Regions from separate parts of the Zea mays genome. Here region 2 is linked to region 1. A link is a contact called in public Hi-C data. All regions are on one chromosome and are shown on one strand. The core of a region is the stretch at or near the end of the contact, and the rest is flanking DNA. Distances in the headings are between cores, read along the strand shown.

Region 1 (2,983 bases), core at 30-2,529:
AGTCTCACGGCTGATGTCTGTGGAACTCGAAGGTCTACTCACAGCATGAAGTGTAGATTTCAATTTCCCTTGGGACAAGATGTCTGCTGCCTCTCCAACTTGAACAATGAAGCTCTCAGGAGAGCATCTAACAGAGAATATCTTCCTTCCATTGCATAACTGTAGGTGTGTGTGGCCATCAGGAGGATGATATTCCAGATTGACCAAACTTTTTTCATCCTCAGAGACGCTCATGAACAACGGTGCTGTTAAAACAGTGAAGATTCCATAGTCATAGTGCCATTCCTGCCATAGGTTTAACAGGGAAATTTCAGCAGCCTGACCCTGAATCGAGGCATCATTAGAATTATTTTCTTCTATTGCCATTACAGTAGTCCCATCTTCTGACTTAATACAGCACGGGCACACTGACCCGGACCTATTTCCAGAGCATGACTGGTAAGGTTGTACTGCCACTTTACTTGCCGAACCTTTCCTCTTTGCATTGTTATCCCTGATCACAATGTTATCCAGCTCAGAGTGGTAGTGAATGAGCCTAGCCTTTGCTGTCCCAAAGTCAGTGATGCTCTGCTCTAGCTGACCTCTACCGATGACAATATCGCAAGCTCGTGCAATCAAGATTCCAAGCTCCATCATGTACAAACCAAGCTCCTTAATGAGGTCACCCAGATTATCCATATCATCAGCATCATCATCATCATTAACATCCTCGGATTGGTTACAATCCTGTACCCTATCAGAAGAATTGAACCCATTGTTGTTCACCGACTCTAGCAAGACGAGTTCACCTGAATGCCTTAGAAGCTGCGCGAACGAGGATACGGACCGATCGAGCTTCTTCAAAGGAACGTCGCTGCCCAAACCGTGCTTCTGAAATAATCGACGGAAATATATCAAGGCACACTGTAGTTTCAACATCAACGAGATCGAAAGGGGAGGTGCAGGGGTACCTTGAGGAGTTGGGAGCGGGTCAGGTGATCCATGAGGGCGACGCGTCGGGCCAAGGGGAGGAGTCGTCGCCGGAGGGCGCCCACGCGCGGCACTCCGTCGATAGCCAGCAACCCGGACCCACCTCGGCCGAGCTCGGTTGCGACGGTGTCCACAACACGTCGGCAGCGGCCGTCGTCAGCAAGAGTCTCGGGAGATAGGAGGGCGACTAAGTCGGAGAAGGAGAGCTCCGCGATGTCCAGCACCGTCGTCGCAGCCACCGCCATGTTCGACACAGGCAAGCTCCCAGGAGAAACTGAGAAAGGCGACGGCGGCGAAGTTCTGCGTAGTGTGTCTCACGCCAATGGGCCACGACTTGTTGGGCTGTGTAAACCTGTGGCAGTTTTTGGGAGACCTTGAAACTCAAATCCCCTTCATCCCTGTTTTTCCTAGTACGAGTAATTTTAGGAAGTGTTATTTTAATAAGACACTAGTTACATGTCCGTGCTTTACAATGTCAAATAAAATATTTAGTAAAATATTAATGCACAATAATTACATAGAAACAAAAAACACTTATATTATCACCAACTTTAATATCTTAAAAATTGTTTGCTAACAAATATAATCTTACCCTTATATGATTAGTGGTAGCGGCATGAACACATATGAGAGTAGAATAAAGTGAAACTATTTTGGTACTTCTCTCGCAAAGACAGAAATGTCTAAAAGTTGAGTTGCTTAATATGACATGACAGTTAACATAACCCATAAAAAAATATGAACCGAAATATGGTCCCCCGCCAGCCAAGCACTCTCTCTCTCTCTCTCTCTCCTTCAGCACGAGCATAGTCCATCCCATCCAGATCCAGTCGAGCCTGATGGTACCGTCCAACTCTATCAGCACTACAGTGCCATCCTAGACAGCGGGCACGAACACGAAGAAGAGTGAGATCGGCCTGGATGCCTATTGTGATGCATAGAACTACGAACCACCTGAAATATAGCGTGTGAAAAAATATAGAATAAGATGAAACCAAAAACATGATAAATGCATGTAGTTCTTTGTGTGAACGCACACCTCATGTATAGAGTTCGATGTATCCACAAACTCTGCAAAGGTTGGTCTTAGAGTAGGATCTTTCTGCCAGCATCTCTATAGTAGTTCAGTGAGCATAGGATGTGTAGCAGCGACAATAGTAAACCTCAGATCCTGCATGAAGAGGTATCGTATCTACCAAATTAGGATTCGAAACAGGAACTCCACAACACTTTCACAAGGAGTATTTTACTTCCCCACCAAGCACCGAAAAAATATAAATGAGTTACAACTCAACATTCGCCTTCTATTTGGAACCTTTTCCTTTCAACAAATTAAAGGAGTATGATAACAACAAGATGTTCTACTATTCTTTTTTTAACAAACCATAGTAACTTCTGTGTTAAGCTACGACACCTTTTAAACACTGACAACTGCTGCCTAAAGAGGTGTCATGTCTTCATATGGAAGCTAAAAAGAAAAGGCCAGCTCAACAATTAGCAAAACCATGCTTCTTCTTTACCATTACACCGGTAAAACAAAATGATGGCGAGAGAAAAATAACCTTTGCACTGAATCCTAGTAACATGAGATCAAACAAAAAGCAAGATATTTGCACCCAAAAAGCTTAGCTAGTAATAATTTGAGCATAGTTTTCTTGGGATGGTCATCAAATACAGAATAGCTAGGTGATAAGAAACCTGTGTAGTTTAATAGTACTGAAAAATCATTCCAACAAATTAGAAAAAACATTATGTATCTTAAACCACTGCACTGAATCCTAGTAACATGAGATCAAATTGAAAAAGTCAAGATATTTGCACCCGCAAAGCTTGGCCAGTAACAATCTAAGCATAGTTTCTTAGAAAGATCATAGAATACATAATAGCTAGGTGATAAGAAACCTGTGTAGTTTAATAGTACTAAAAATCATTCCAAAAATTTAGATAAAAATATTTATCATAAACCACTGCACTAAATCTCAGTAACACAAGATTAAACTGAAAAAACGCAAAA
Region 2 (2,826 bases), core at 318-2,817, 280 kb after region 1:
CCGAGTCCTCCTTCTTCTTCACCGCGGCCAGGCTCTTGGTCGCGGCGGCAGCGGCCGTCTTAGCGTCCTCGACGCCCTTGCTGACGCTGACCACCTCGTCGAGCAGCTCCTGCGCGGCCTTGAGGTACTTGGAGCTCATGACCATCTGCCCCTGCGGCGTGGCCGACACGCCCAGGTACTTGCCCTCGTCGGTGCAGGCGGCCACCGCGGCCACGGTGACCGGCGGCGCCTCGCGGGACGACAGGCTGAGCACGGCGCTGACCCCAGCAGCACCCGCGGCGCCGGGAGTCTGCGCCTGCGCCTGCGGCGACATGTCCGCGGCGCCGCCAGCCATGGCCGGGGTCCACAGGTTGTAGCCCGACGGCGGCGGCGCCTGGACCTGGAGCGGGATGCCGACGAAGTGCTGCTGCGCGGCCGGCGGCGACTGCTGCTGGTGGTGGTGCGCGAAGGACGCCGGCGTCATGGTGGTCACGGCCGAGTTGAGGAGCATCATGTTGGCCGCCCCCGGCGTGGACGCGCCGCCGTCGTCAGCGTAGCCGCCGGCGTAGCTCGGGTTCATGAGGTACAGCGTCTGCAGGCCGTCGGTGCTGGCCTGGATGTCCGTGCCGGCGCCACCGTGGTAGTACGCCGCCATCGCCTACAGGTCGACGCCGACGCCCCCAAAAATCTCGGCTTGTCGTGCTCTTGTGCGCGAAATTATCCTCAACTAATAGCGTGATGATGACTGCAAGATCGTAAGCAGGTGGTTTTGCCTGCAAGCCCAAAGAGGAAGAACAAGAATCGAAGAGGTTATAAACACATAACACTACCTCAGATGAACAAAAAAAAAATGAAAAAGAATACCAAAGCAATGATTTGAGGAGTATGTGGCGTGAGAAGTGAAACTGGATCCATGAAGAGTGAAGGTTGCAGGGGGGAGAGGGAGATGTGTAGCTAGCTAGGGTGCAGCATGCCAGCATGTATATATGCATGGAAAAGGAAGAACACACTAAGCTAGCTATATCTAGCAGCTCGAGAGGAGATAGCTTGAGAGAGATGTGGAATAGGCATCAGTATCAGAGAGAGAGAAAAAATATATTAATAAGGAAAGGAAAAGGCAGGCATCATCCCATCTTCATCAAGTGATTTAACAAAGAAAAAAACGGGGTGCGCAGATGTCAACACAAGCACGCACACATACACATCACCCCAGCAGCGCACACATCTATCTTCCTCCTCACCATCTCTATCTATTTCTCTATGTCAGTTACCTCAGGAACTGATGCAGCTACCAGCTTATGAGCTCCGGCACGTGCTGTCCTTTCCCTTGAACAAAAGAAAATTAGCTGCCTGCCTTCGCCTCTCTCTCTCCTTTATTCTCTCTATATGGGGAAAGAGAATTAGAGGGGGAGAGGGTTGTTGAAGATCGTCCTAGCTAGAGAGAGGCAGGAGGAAGAGAGGGCCGGAGAGGAGGGATGAGCAAGAACAAGAAGAAGGTGAAGAAGGGGTGATGTAAGAGTACCAAGGTATCAAGAGCATGAGATCACTCATGTCAGTACCGAGTGCCTGCGAGAGCTCCTTTATTTCCCTTTTGCTCTCAATCTCTCTCTCTACAGAAGACACCGGCCTATATATCCCTCTCTCCTTCCTGCTTCCTCTGATCCTCTCTCTCATCTATCTCCTCCAGCTGAAAGGGAAAGAGGCCGGGGGAGGGAGACCGGCTAGCAGGCCAATTAGCAAAGTCTTTTAGAGAGAGAAAAGAGAGAGAGAGAGATGAAAAAGGACAGTGGAGGAAGGATACCCACCTCCCACTTCCAATATTATCCTCACACAGCCCAGCCCCCACAACTTCCCCCTTTTTATTCTCTCTAGATTTCTAGCTAGCTACAAGATTTTTCTCCCCACTCCTCTCTCTTTCTCTCTCTCACACACACATGAAGCAATGCAAAAGCATTTTAGGTGTGCAGACCCCATCTGCACAGTTTTTGGCCTTGGGTGACCAATTTGAGCACACAACGCAATCAGAGAGGACTGGTGTGTACAAGTAGGGAGTGATTGCGCTCTGTGCCCTCAAATATCAACCGTGTGCATGCAGCATGCATGTGGACTTTTATGTACTGTAAGGGGTGTTTGGTTTCTAGGGACTAATGTTTAGTCCCTTCATTTTATTCCTTTTTAGTCTATAAATTGCTAAATATAGAAATTAAAATAAAATTTTAGTTTCTATATTTGATAATTTTAGAACTAAAATGGAATAAAATGTAGGGACTAAAAATTAGTCCCTACAAACCAAACACCCATTAAATTTGGTTAAAGCAACCTCACCCTCCTTTCTTTTTTTTTTCTTTTTTGTTAAACATGACTGTATACAAGAAGAAAACAGAGAATTCTTTATTTTTTGAGTTTTCCGCAAGCACAATGATTTGGCTCGACGAAAGCCACGCGCACACCTCAAGCTACCTAGCTGTGATATGGTTCCCTCTTGCGTTAAGTGTTAACCAAGGCATTATATTCATAGGAGATACTTTGCAGAATAGACAGGTAGTGGCAAGAGCATACAAGAAATTATCTCAACGACAATATTAATTGGACCAATTGAATCAATTATTTCACCATATCTATCTCAGGGCCCGTTTGTTTTCTTTGATTTTAAGGAATTGAAATCTAACTAGCGGAGCATACTATTTTTTTTTTATTTTTTAGAACATGACATTACATAACTTTATAGAGTTTATATACAAGTATATCTCAAATTCATGGGATGAGAGATGTAAATTGATTCTATAGATTTACATATGCTACTTTTTCTAGTGTACAACTTATAGCACACGCTTTTGCTTGCTTCTT

Evidence for each region. A called contact is a pair of places that touch in the nucleus more often than the background predicts.
Region 2: a contact with region 1 is called in a Hi-C map of tassel, with 3 times the contacts expected there. The contact joins the promoter of LOC103654617 here to the promoter of LOC100276025 in region 1. A contact is called at or near these places in 2 of 25 Hi-C or Micro-C datasets (ear and tassel).

What each region holds. Positions count from the first base shown.
Region 1 is chr4:218,970,905-218,973,887 of Zm-B73-REFERENCE-NAM-5.0, forward strand. LOC100276025 reads right to left here and starts at 1,280. Exons shown (of 2, transcript NM_001374094.1): 1 at 951-1,280; 2 at 1-870. The coding sequence starts at 1,214.
Region 2 is chr4:219,252,868-219,255,693 of Zm-B73-REFERENCE-NAM-5.0, forward strand. LOC103654617 (BEL1-like homeodomain protein 1) reads right to left here and starts at 1,568. Exons shown (of 5, transcript NM_001357887.1): 1 at 1,502-1,568; 2 at 1-752. The coding sequence starts at 634.